Regions from separate parts of the Mus musculus genome. Here all the other regions are linked to region 2. The links are chromatin contacts, called in public HiChIP or PLAC-seq and promoter capture Hi-C maps. All regions are on one chromosome and are shown on one strand. Each heading gives the region's core, a stretch centred on a gene start, on an enhancer-like site or on the middle of the called end of the contact. The rest is flanking DNA. Distances are from core to core; before and after follow the strand shown.

Region 1 (4,125 bases), core at 1,331-3,830, 440 kb after region 2:
TGATTAGAGAATATAGCACATGTGCTTTTGAAATCAATACAGCTATCATGTGAACATAATAAATAACTGTCCATTTGGGGTTAGTGAACAGTCCACTGTATAATAGGAATATCAAGGCATCACAAGATTATTTGTGAAGGAAGACAAATTCTTATTAAATGTGGATCTCAAGGAAGAAAAATTAACACTTGACAATATTCCTTTCCTCAAAACAGCTTATAATTTAAAATAGGATGGAAGGAAATAAAGTGGTTAAGTAAGACACAAAATATAAGATACAGTGCTATAATAAATAAATACATACTTCATATCAAATACTGATTTCATTCCCCAAAGTGCAGACAAAGGCTGGCTCCAAGTGGCAGATGTCAGAAGTAAGGACCCATCCTATAAGGCAGAGAAGTTAAAAATCATTAGGATTTTAATTACATGTGCCTATAGGGGGCTAGAAAAATGTATTTACCACTAGGGGCCTAAAGCTGGTTCTTTTTTCATAATTTACTGACTGTGCATGTATGTATGGTATACAGGTATGGGGAAGTGTGGTAGGGTTAGGGTAGAAGACGACTTTGCAGAGTTAGTTTCTCCCTCTACCTTTACCTGGGTTCTTTGCAGAGAATGAACTGAGGCAGTCAGGATTTGCACAGTAAGCACCTCCCCCACTAACCCACCTTGATGGTCTGGGCTTTTTTGTTTTTCTTCTGTTGAAATAGGTCCTGTGTACTCGGGCTGGCAGAGAACTTTAACTCAAATTGGCTTTGAACTCCCAAAAGTCCTTCCTCTGTTCCCCATGTATCACCTCACATAGCTAAACCCCCCCTATCAAAAGATGGCCAAGTATCTCATTTTCCTTCTGAAATGAGTCAACATCAATTCTAGTTAACGACTCATCTAAAATAAAGTCCAATAAATGGTAAGACTCTTTTAACTCTAGTTCCCTTTGTTAATCCATCTTAAAATGAGAGCAGCCAGGAAGGAACCCTCACCCTTGACGGTTCAAGGTGTGTGATGGCTGAGTTGTGACAGTTATAGCTGGCCTCTTCCTGTCCACTAAACACATTGTAGAGCTTCAGCTGCCCTGTACAAGTGCCAAGCATCAGGAACCGCTCCCGGGCTGAGAATGCACAACAGGTGAAGCCACTTTCATCTTCATTAGCTTCCCGGAATACTGAAATCGGACGAAATCTAAACGAGGGGTTGGGGGAAGAGCATAAATCAGAATAAAGCATGTCCGGGAACTCTGAAACACAAAATTTTGCTAGATGGTATTTTGTTTCAAAATGTGAAGCCTTTCAAATAAAAAGTGGATTCTAAAGCATTAGAGTGACATTCAATAGTTTAAATTCTCAATGAAAAAAAGACTTGTGGAAAGTGTGTAGACCCATGATCTGTACCTATGATTTATAAAGAATCACACAGAAGGAAACATGGCTGGCACAAAAGGCAAGTTTGAGAAATGGCTAAAACAACCTACTGGTTGTGACGACAGCAAAGAGATCTTACTGCCGAGAATCTAAATAACCCATAACTGACTGATTAGTTCATACAGCACATAAAGGACACTCAGTTAATCTTCAGGCCAGCAAATGACTTTAACTAATGACTCAGGGATGATACTGACCAAACACTGATTTAAATAAAAGAATCATCCCAAGGAATTCCGGGAACCTCTCCTTACCTGCTAAAGATAAGGTGCCTATCAAAGCATCCGCCATCTACCCCTCCATATTTTGGAAATGATGCCCTGCGGTTTAGCCTTGAGGTAAAGTTTATTGGCGCTTGCCGCCTCTGTTTTGGTTCAGGACACTGATGAGGAGTAAAGAGAGAAAAAGGAGGACAGGTGGCAACGGGGTTCTTGCATCGAGCATGTTGCTCTCTAAGATACTCTGTGATGATACTGTCCAGCGTAGGTGGGGAAGGAAGATGTCTATCCAATTGTTTTTTTATGGCAGGGCTCTGGCTGTATGCACCATGGTCCGACTTCTGCCGCAACACTCGAATTTTCCTGCCATTGCACGGTGATGGCCTCTCTCTGATAAAACTGATCCTACCAATCAAAGGGGAATTGCCTGCATATGATGGGCCAGGCAAAGGCAATGAACCCTGGGGGGGCCGTGGTGGAGGATGGGCAGGGGGAGCAGAAGGGGCAGAAGCACCCACAGTAGCATGGCTGCCCAGTCGACTTGCAATGCCGTTGGCAATCCGAGGGGTCCGGGGAAGAGAGACAGGAGAAGCAGCAGCAGTCACTGGGGTGAAGGCAGAAGAATGTGAGGCAGCAGTCATGGGCAGGTCAGCCTCTCTCGTCAGCACAGTTGCTGTCTCTCCAAGCCCTTTAGAAATGAGATGGTTCCGTATCAACAGGAGCAGCTCTTTCTCAGGGAAGGAGATCCTCGACTGAGCAACAACATCTGCTTTCTGCAGTCGTGCGAGAGACACATCAGTGCCAATGAGAAGAGGCTTTCCTGATACACGCTCAATGAGCTCAGCAGCGTATTTGCAGAACTTGACATGGTCACTACGCTTATCCTGCAGCACAGGCTCTTTCATCAGCTGTTGAATCTGGCAGCTACTAAAAAGGGGAAGTTTACTGATGATCTGTCGAACAGTGCTACTTCGAGACAGGCCTACAAGGGCTTTGCAGGCCAGGGCCCGGATCTGGTCTGCGTCTGTAATGGGCATCTTGATGGACAACAGGGACAGAAGCACCTTGATGCCATTGTTGGACTGGACCACATTCCACATCTTGGCCAGAGTATGCTCACTACTCTTGGGAGTCTGAGACAGCTTTCTCCGAGGAGTTCCAGAAATAAATTTGCCAATACTGGATATTCGGTTATCTGGACCACATACACAATTGATGATAATTTGAAGTGCTGACTTCTGAATTTCAGCATCATGGATAAAGAACTCACCCTCAGCCACGCCCAAAATAATGCTGATACCTATAACATAGGAAAAATTACATTATTCCTCATAAAACTAATAGCTAGAAGACTCATGTCAAGATATTACAGGAACAGTTTATACATTTATCTTTAGTGTGCACTATTAACAACAGCCAAGTTATGGGATCAGTACAAGCATCCATCAACAGACAAATGGACAAACCTTATGCACAAAGAAATCTTACTCAGCAATAAAAAAAAATGAAATTATGTTATTTTACAAGAAAACAGACAGGGTGGGCAAAATGGCTTATTGGCTAAAAAGCTCTTGGCATCAAGCCTAAGAACTGACATTTGTGGACAGAACTTACTCCAGTAAGTTACCCTCTTTTCCTCCACACATACACCAGAGTGTGCAAGAACACACACAAAACAAATAATAAAATGTAAATAGGAAAAAAAGAAAATAGATGGATCTCAAGATATAAAATAACATAATTCACATATAAAATCTAGAATTAAAATGAAACAGAAGAAAAACTTACATATCTAGGATGTCAGTATTCAGAAAGCCAAGACAGGAAGATACTAACAATTTCAAGGCAAGCTTGGGCTAAAAGTAAACTCCAGGCCAGCATGGACTAGAATAAGAACATGTCTCAAAAACAACTCACCACTAGAAAAGGAATGGAACTAAAACAGAGCCTAAGAAAGAGAAAAATGGTGACCTTTGTGTTCTATTTTATTGGTTTCCTTTTTGTTTTGTTTTTTGAGACAGTCTCTCTCTTCACAGCACTAGCTGTCCTAAAACTCACTCTGTAGACCAGGCTGACCTCCAACTCAGAGATCCACCTGCCGCTGCCTCCCAAGTATTGGGATTAAAAGTATGCACTACCATACCTGGCAAAGGAAGACTCTTAAAAAGGGAAAAGACAGGGGCTGGAGAGATGGCTTATCGGTTAAGAGCACTGACTGCTCTACTAGAGGTCCTGAATTCAATTTCCAGCAACCACATGGTGTCTCACACCATCTGTAATGGGATCTGATGCCCTCTTCTGGAGTGTCTGAAGAGAACAACAATCCACATACATAAAACAAATAAATCTTTTTTTAAAAAAAAAGGAAAAGATGAGGGTGATGGGAGGAAGACAAACAAATAAAGTGTCCTGTCCTATATACAGAATCTGAGTTTAAATTCGTGTGTGTTGAAGAGGGACAAGAAGGTGGGAAGGAGGAAGTG
Region 2 (4,550 bases), core at 258-2,757:
AGGGAGGCTGGGATACATGGGCTTGTTAAACAACTTGTTTCCCCAATACCCCAACACTGCTCCTGAGGTTCCCATGGGCCTTCAATTAAGGCAAAGTCAAAGAGGCTCTGGGGACCCAGAATGGAGAAGTGGGGGCACCCAAGAAAGGAAGGCAGGGTGCAGGGAACTGCCGAAGAGTCCGAAAATTCAGAGAATAAAAGAACATGGTAGGAACTACTAGGGAATACAGTCTTCTCAACAGCTCCATGAATGTCCTCTTCCTGGGACTCAGAGCTGCTTAGAGCAAGGGCATTTCAGCCTGGCCCCACCTTCCACCCTTCCTCACTTGGTACCATTCCCATGTCAGTTATAACAATTACTACTGGATCACAGATCTCCCTGGATTTGTCACACACACACACACACACACACACACACACACACACACACACACACACACCTCTCTTCTTGGGTTTTCCTGAATTCCTGACCGATCAGTGTTTGAAGGGGACGCTGAAAGCTAGGGTAAACAGGTGTTCCGAGTACACTCTACCGAAGCCAAGACTTTGTTTTATTAAAGCCCCACTTTCACCATGGTCCCATATTCCATGTCAACGGGAAACCTTGGAGAAGGCAGGCTGAAGTCTTTATCACACTGAGACATCAATCTGAGCTAAGAGACGGAGTGGGGTGCTCCTAAGGGGTGTTGTTTATTAGGCGCCGGCCTGGGAAGAGTCAAAGACCTCAGGCTGGCTTCCTAAGAACCTAATCGCTGACCTGGGACGGAGGAATGAACTTCTGAACACAGAGGGATCTAAGGGCTGGCTCAAGGTCACCGACAGGTACGGAGCCAGAAGGCTAGGTAAACTATGAGCTCAAATTGAGTCTAGACTTGTGAGCCCCGTCCTGGAGAACCTCTTACAGTTGGCGCTAGTGAAATCTCAGGAATGGGGGCTCCTCCCACCGTTCGCGGGCTCCGTTTCCCTATCCATACGAAGTGTGTGTGGGTATCCTAGGCACACCACTCGAAGTCCTTTAGCCCTCCATCACCTCCAGTCGGTCAAGCCCTCCCAAATCCCGCAGCTAACTCGAGGCCTGTGATCTTCCATATCTCCCGCATGGAGCCTAGGTAGGGAAAAAAACTGAGCTTACCCCTGTACGCAAAGGACCATGTCCCAGAGACAACGGCGGCTCGAGAGTCGGAGTTCGGCGGGATGGAAGGAGAAAGGAGCCAATGGGTGCCAGGGGTGCGAAGGTCAGGGTCCCGGGGCACACGGGCGGCGAGCAGGGACTGAAAGGCTGTGGTGCGAACAGCTTGGAAGGACGAGGGGGGACGGGCTGGGCCGGTGGGGCGGGGCCAGGCGCCTCCTAATCTTTTGTCCGCTGCGTCCCAGCCCTTCCCGGAAGCCTCATCTTCCTAGAACCGCGGGCTTTGCGGCGGCCCGGAGGGGAACGGGGGTGCAGGCGTCTAGTGCTTTGGACCGAGAAAGGAAACACCTTTGACAGATTTCCAAGAACTTTCCAGGAAAACTGGGCGGGAGCTCCTAGAGTTGACCAATCGTATCGCTGGACGTGAGACGAGCATCTAGACCGACCTATTGAAGTGCAGGGACCCTGAACTGACGTGCCCGAGTGGGGCGGGACCTAGAGACTAGTAGGCAAAAGACTGGGTTGGGGACAAGTTAAGAAGGAATGTGGATGCAACTGGAGACCAGATTGTCTTCCCTCTACTTCTTTGGGGATGGGTGCGCTTATCCCCCCCCCCCTAGAACTACAGCGCGGGGGCAGGGTCGGGCCGGTCCTCTTAGCCAGCCGCTTCTAGTTTATCGGACGTTGTCTCTGGCGGCCGTGGTCTCGCTTATTGCAGGACACTGTGTGAGAAGGTGGGTGGTGTGCTGTGAGATCTGGAGAAAGACTTAGGGAGAGGCCTGGAGCCCTGAAGAGGACGGAAGAACTAAGGAGGTCCACTGTGGCCACTACAGCTAAAAGAGTTCAGGTTACATCTAATCTTTTGTAATCAAATGATCTCATCCCTTCTTTGCCTAATCTCTGAGTGGACCGACAGTTGGGGAAATTACCCTCTTGAGTCAGTAAACAGAGATAGTCAGCTCCCAGACAGCCCTGTCGATGGCTTGTTTGTTTTTGTTTTAAAATTGAATTCAGACTACCTTGGAGCTCAGTTTGTAGACCAGGCTGGCCCCAAACTTCTGAGTACAGGTTTACAATGTGAACTTATAGGCTAAGTCACCATATCTGGTTTACCAAGGAGCTGTAGGGTCTATGTGATCTCCCTCCACATCCACGGTTCAGGATATGGGGAGATAAGATCTGGAGAACCAGTACACCCACTCCTTCCACACACGTCACACCACCCACGTTCCTCAGAAAGGGTAGCTATAAGATTCTTGGCAGCGATGACAGGCTTCTGGCAGTGTCTAGAATCTGAGTATAGTGACTGGGCTTTCCCCAGCCCAGGCTAGGCTCTGGGTGCCCCACCCAAGATAGAGAGCTAAAGATAAAACCCTGTGAAAAGGAAGGAGTTCTTAGGGAAGATAAGAGATTACTCCAAGGGACTCAGTTCCCCGTAGGTGCCCTGGAGGGGAAGTTAAGTGTAACCCAAGCAGGGCTCCCAGAATACAGCAAGAAGCCAGTTTCTTGGAATATGGGTAGGATGGAGTAGGAGTACTCTGAGAACATGGGATCCCTGTATGTATGCATACTAACTCTTCAGTAGAAACTGTCTGTTGCCGCTTTGCTATGAAGATACGGGGGATTTCACAGGTGTCATGCAACAGAGCTGTGGTTTTCTTTTTATTTACTTACCCTTTCCTTTCCTTTCCTTTCCTTTCCTTTCCTTTCCTTTCCTTTCCTTTCCTTTCCTTTCCTTTCCTTTCCTTTCCTTTCCTTTCCTTTCCTTTCCTTTCCTTTCCTTTCCTTTCCTTTCCTTTCCTTTCCTTTCCTTTCCTTTCCTTTTTTTCCGAGACAGGGTTTATTTATCTTTGTAGCCTTGGCTGTCCTGGAACTCACTATGTAGACCAGGCTGGCCTTGAACTCACAGAGATCTGCCTGCCTCTGCCTCCTGAGTGCTGGGATTAAAGATGTGTGCCACCACTGCCTGGCATGATTTTCTTTTTTAAATTGTGTGTGTGTGTGTGGTGTGTGTGGTGTGTGTGTGTGTGTGCGCGCACGTGTGTGTTTTCATGTGTTTGTAGCCACAGTATTCACACAGAGTCAGAGGATAACCTGAGGGAATTGAGGGAACCACTTCTCCCAGTCCACTCTGTGGGTCCCAGGGCCCAAAGTCAGGTTGTCAGGTTAGTGGCAAGCACCTTGATCTGTGGATCTCTTTCGCTGGACCCCAGAGCTGTGATTTTGAACTTGGATCTACCCCTTTCAAGTGGGCCTACTGAACACTTACCTTGTGCCAGACACTCAGCAAATCCTAGCTTCACCTTGCCCTCACAGCTACCACAGATAATGCTGCCTTGTACGTGAGGAAACTAAGACACGGCTTCCAGTGTGCCTTGGGGAGAGAAGTGTTTGGTTCTCCAGTAGTCTTTTGTGAAGTTGACAGTGTTAGACATCCCACCTACGACGTGCTGGGAACCATGATGTGCCCTGTTTTGCCCAAGCTACCTGCCCACTTGTTTCATTCAAGTTTTGTGAATGCCTCTGGCCATTTCCTTACTACTGGCTCTATTTCCTGACTACGCCCCTTGAATGGACCCCTCCCTGACTGCTGGGCCCACACTGCCACCCAGTGGCGATCCTTCCTAAGACCTCACTAGCCAACTAGAGAATAGAGAATTCTTCCCAGTGCACTCAGGCACTTCATGAATTACTGTTGCTGCAGGACACTCCTGCCCCGTTCCCAGAATAATGATGGATCACAAGAATGCACAGCAATCTAGATAGCCTCGGTATATGGCTTCTATCCTTTCATCATGAGCAGGTTGCCTTTCATCAAAAGGCAGATGTGGTGGGGAGGAGGGAGTTCCCTCCATCAGCACTTTACTGCATCGTCTATTTGCTCACCATAAGCTACTTCAAAGGCCTCAGTCCCTGTTCCTTTGAACACCCAACTATTACTGTTACTGTTACTATTACGAAGGGCTAAGTGCCAGAGTCTGCTGTCATGAACCCAACTTGCCCAAACCCAGCATACTATGTTCTGAATCTCTACAACAGTGTGAAGGGGACATGATTCCAGATGGTTGCTACAGCATAAGCATTGAGAGGAAACTACATGTTCTGATTTTTCTGGGTCAAATGAACAGCTGGAAAAACCTCTGTTTATAATTGGTATGGGAACTATGTGTGTTTGTATAATCACAGACATTTACATTTATAATTTGATGATGATGATGATATGTGTGTGTATGCATGAGTGTGCACACAGGCATGCATGGCACAGTGTGAGTGTGAATGCAGAGGTTAGAGGGTGACTTTATAGAGTCTATTCTTTCCTTCTTTGCATAGATCCTAAGGGTTGAACCTAGATAGGTTCCTGGGCTTATGTAGGACATGAGCATTTGCTCACTGAGCCATCTCTCCAGCCTGGAAGGGCATTT
Region 3 (4,136 bases), core at 1,585-4,084, 370 kb before region 2:
CAAAGAGCAGCTTCCTGGGCACTGAACAATGAAAGAGTGTAGCTTGGGTCTTCCCCTCTGGAGTGTGAAACAAGATTTCCCTCTTCTGTGAACCCTTTAAGTCTCCAACTTGTTTCCTTAACATGTATCTCATCTTGTTACATAGTATACATAGTGCAGAATCTATTAGTGTATACCTGGCCTCTCCCTGGAGAGTTCTTTTTCATCCAGCCCAGACATGTCACTCCCATCCCCTGAGCTGAGTCTGCTGCTCCACTGGGATTTCATTCATTGGTGCACTGATTCTGATAGACATTTGTCATCTACATGTCCTACGAAAAGCACATGAAGATGCTGAGGCTGGAACTGAGTGTGTTGGGGGCGTTGATTGGACAGCCACAGCAAGACCTAGAATAGCCGGCCGCTTCTTTGGCGATTTGGGCACCTTGGAATGCTAAAGGACAAACCGGAGGTTGCCAAGGACTTAGGACTGTGAGGCTCTCGGGCTGGTGAAGCAAGGGAAGAGAGGCACAGAAGCATGACATTTGGCCTGTTCTAAAAAAATGGTAGGATCATGTGTGGTCAGCCAGGCTGCGTCAGGAGTGGGCTGAGCAGGAGCAGGTGTGTGTGTGTGTGTGTGTGTGTGTGTGTGTGTGTGTGTGTGTGTGTGTGTGTTTAAAGGAGGATCTGCAGATGCCCATGGAATTCGTGGATCCAAGAAGGACTAGGTTAGAGGTGAAGATGGGGCATCAATGCCATAGAGGGTCTGGAGGAACTGTGTAGAATGAGGTATGAGAAGAGCCTGCCCTACTGGAGGCTGGATAGGTAAAGGCTAAGGAAGAGGGAAGGGAATGGCACCAATGTGACCTTGGAAGGAGAATTGACTCTAAGCTCTATCCCACGTGTCCGGCAATCTTTTAGGCCTGTGTCTGAAATGTGGAAATCAGGGAATAGAGGCAAGGGCTGGCCTAGCGCCACAGATAATAAAGCTTTCTTTCTCCTGAAAAAGGTACCTCACCATGGAGGTTACAAGGACCTCTAGAAGAAGGTGCCTGGCCTCTCTTGGCGTCCTATCCAGGCTGTGCAGCTGATATAGGCTGGGCTGGGAGATTCTGCAGGTGGCGTGGCAAGGAAGGTCTCAGAGCTCTGTTTACCCTGGCAGGGGTCCAGGCCTAGCAACAACAAACAGTCACCCTTCCCCCAGCTTCAATGTGATTGGCCTTACCCAGGGACCCCTCATCACTAAGTCTCCAGGCCTCCCTCAGAAGCCCAGCACAGCCAGTCTCAGCCTGTTCCCTTTGGACTGAGGACACCAATGTCCATATGCTGAGTGACCTTGAGCCTAGTCAGGACCCTCAGGAACTGCCCGTGGGTGCCACTACCCCTTGACAAATAGCTCCTGTGAGTATCCAAGGTGATTCTGTCTCAGCCATTTTGTTCTCCCTGCTCCCCTCGGGGCTGGGATTGCAGGCATGTGCCACTCTACCTGTTTCTCATGCTGTTTTAGAGGTTGGGAGTCTAATGGCCCTTCACAATGTGGTAAGTAAGCTCTGGTCTGGCAATTATGTCAGCCTTGGGTAAGGATGCAAATCTTTCCTTCCTGTCATCTAGCTACCGGAAAGGTAGGCTTGGATGGCCTGTGTTCCTGGAGTTGTTGTCACCCCAGGGCCTGTTTCCTTAGGCCCTCAGCTCCCTGGCCCTCTTAGGCAGCATCTGGTCTTAGTTCATGGCTTTCACTTTACCCCACCCCCACCCCCTTCTCTCAGGCCAAAGGGCAAGACGACCATTTCTTTCTGATACAGAGGGAAACTGAGGCACGCTTGGGCTTGGCTGTGCTAGTGTTATGAGTCAGCAGGAAGGGAATCCAGGGCTTCGGGATTTGAGGAGTCCCGACTCCCAGCCTCAGGCAGGGAAGCATGAGACCCGGCCTCTGAAGGCATGCTTCACAGCGCCAGGAAGTAGATATGACATCAGGAGGTAGATATGACAAGAGAAGTCCAGCTTGGAGAGGAACAGCAGAGGCCATGGAATTAATCGGATCAGAGCCAGTGGCTGAGAAAAGAGAGGCACAGCTGTTGTCCCGGCCCCTTTAGCCTGAAAGGTCAACGCCTCCCCTAGCTCCCTACCCTCTGCCACCTGCCTCTGAGCACCGGAGCTGTAGGTGGGAATCAGGTAGAGGTGGCACTGACTACCAGCCAAGAAAGAGCCCTCCCTAAAATCTCTTTCTCACAAGTCCTGCCCCCGTTTCTGATGGGCAGGCTGACAGCAGTCACTCACTCGTAGAGTAGAGAGCATAGCGGTGCAAGGCTTGAAAAGACACAGTGCGATCTCCCCTTGTTTTCGCTGTCCTAGACCGTATTTGCTTCAGCCTCTAGGGTACTATCTCAGGGGAAGAAAAAAACTGATTGAGATAGCCCCTCCATCCACCCCTGCTAAGCAAAGGCGGTCGACCCAGGCAAGGTAGAAAAGGCGTAAGTCTGAAAGCCGTCCGTTCCAAGCCCCTCACTGAAGTTAAGCCTTCGGTATTCCTATTTCTTCTGGTTGAAGATCTCTTCGGGGATTTAGAGAAATGTAGGCAGAATGTTTCAGGGGTTCAGGGCAGTCACTGTCCTCACAAAGATCTCTGCTTTGACCTGAACCATCGCCCCGATCCTTCAAGGCTCTAGCGACCCCTCCCCAATCAGGCTCTCCCACCTATAGGCTTCGAGGTCACCAAGGGCACCGACTACCCCTTTGAGACAAGTCGGCCAGGCCCCCGCTCCTCCCCGGACCAGCCCCTCCTCCCTCGGGCAGCCTGGGATTGGCGGGCCGGGGGCGGGCCAGGGGCGGGGCCGGGCACCCTTCATCCCCTGCTGCTGCAGTTGCCGCTGCAGCCCTGCGCTCAGCCTGGAGCAGAGCGGATCTCACCCTCTGGAACGGAGTGTGCTGAACGTGCCCACCACGAGGCCAGGTACGGCCGGGGGATATAGAGCCACCAGCACAGGGGCGCTGGGCAGAAGGAGCCCACAATACCTCCCCCAGTGCATAGTCGGCTCTGGGAAGCTCTCCTTGTACCCCGAGACCCGGGCAGGCGTCTCAGCTTTCCGAGAGTCAGAATCTTGCGAGCTCCAGAGCACAGGTTTGTGAGCTTGCGGGTAGGCACCAGCTCCAAGCTTGCGCCAGGGTGCGGGGAGGGGCACCTCGTTGATTCCGCTTCTTGGTAGAGCCAAGCAGAACAGAAGGGGACAGCAGCCCGGGGTTAGATCCACAGAACACCTAGTTTGAAGCTCAGGAAACAGTGGACCGACTTCCTGAGTCAGGACCCGCGGGCACCAGCTAAAGAATGGCCGGGAGTAGACCCTGGAGCGCTGCCCCGACGGGCGCCTGAGAGGCAGATCCGCCGGTTGGCACGCCGGCGATCCGGGTATATTTATCCCGCTCTCTGGGCAGTTTGAGGGCAGATCGGGCCGGGACGCCTGAGGGGCCACGGGGTACATGCTGGCCCCAGAACCAGTGCCATTTGCAGTGAGGCCAGCGGGCACTGCCTGCTCTGGGTTTTTGTGACACTTAGGCTTGAGGGCGGGGTGCAATGGGCGCTCCTGTCCACCTGTGGACCTGGCTGGCCGAGGTGTGAGAACTAGCCAGGGCGCAGGACTCAGTTTTCATGAATGCGTGCCGTTTGTTTACACTAGAGAAGGGGGCCAAGGATGGAGCACGTGAGAACTGCGCCCCAAGCGCAGCTCCCCCTCGTCACGTGACCTGAGACCTGAATCCAGGTCTTCTTTCTCCTGTGTGCGGAGGGAGGGGGCTCTTGCACCCTGAGGAGTAACCACGAAGGACATCTCCATGGCACTTTAGCCCACCAGTCCTGTTCTTCCCCCTTTGCTTTCTCCACGTCCCGCCATTACATTGTCCCCTAAAAGAGACCCCTGGCACACAATCTGGGGTAGGGGCTTATTTTCCAGAAAAGAGGTCAGTCCCTTGGATGATTCGTTGTGTGATAGGGTGTTAGAAAGCTAGATAAATCCAAGGATCGTTCGATTTGGAAATAGGGAACATCTGCACAGCTGTGGAAACCTCCCCTAAGAAGCCCCATGATGGGAGAGATCAGGAGTGCATGAGGCCATGCCCGGCACTTTGGAGAGGCTGGGATGGCAGAACCAGGAATGCAAGCTCTG

The links. Promoter capture Hi-C pulls out the DNA fragments that hold promoters and counts their contacts. HiChIP or PLAC-seq counts read pairs in DNA pulled down with a chosen protein or histone mark.
Region 1: an H3K4me3 HiChIP or PLAC-seq map of bone marrow-derived macrophages shows a contact between it and region 2, with 2.8 times the contacts expected there. The contact joins the enhancer-like site here to the promoter of Cish in region 2. A contact is called at or near these places in 14 of 39 promoter capture datasets (the 3T3-L1 cell line, the C10 cell line, the HPC-7 cell line and 9 more), 1 of 15 datasets of contacts at CTCF or cohesin (large pre-B cells), 5 of 484 Hi-C or Micro-C datasets (cortical neurons, differentiating embryonic stem cells, embryonic stem cells and 1 more), 15 of 115 datasets of contacts at active chromatin or transcription factors (the 230-238 cell line, acute myeloid leukemia, astrocytes and 10 more) and 1 of 9 other capture datasets (adipose tissue).
Region 3: a contact with region 2 is called in a promoter capture Hi-C map of embryonic stem cells, with 2.1 times the contacts expected there. The contact joins the promoter of Slc38a3 here to the promoter of Cish in region 2. A contact is called at or near these places in 2 of 39 promoter capture datasets (embryonic stem cells and liver) and 2 of 9 other capture datasets (adipose tissue and embryonic stem cells).

Annotation. Positions count from the first base shown.
Region 1 is chr9:106,856,641-106,860,765 of GRCm38.p6, reverse strand. It overlaps Dcaf1 (DDB1 and CUL4 associated factor 1), which reads right to left. Exons shown (of 24, transcript NM_001373930.1): 14 at 1,679-2,942; 15 at 987-1,185; 16 at 305-387. Among named protein-coding and RNA genes, the nearest start is that of Rbm15b, 28 kb to the left of the region's middle. Within about 2 kb of position 2,580, at least 13 of the 459 cell types and tissues checked have an H3K27ac peak or open chromatin away from gene starts, as enhancers often do. A contact at or near this core is called in bone marrow-derived macrophages, where this site is marked.
Region 2 is chr9:107,293,616-107,298,165 of GRCm38.p6, reverse strand. Cish (cytokine inducible SH2-containing protein) reads right to left here and starts at 1,507. Exons shown (of 3, transcript NM_009895.4): 1 at 1,132-1,507. The coding sequence starts at 1,151.
Region 3 is chr9:107,666,097-107,670,232 of GRCm38.p6, reverse strand. Slc38a3 (solute carrier family 38, member 3) reads left to right here and starts at 2,834. Exons shown (of 16, transcript NM_001199217.1): 1 at 2,834-2,929.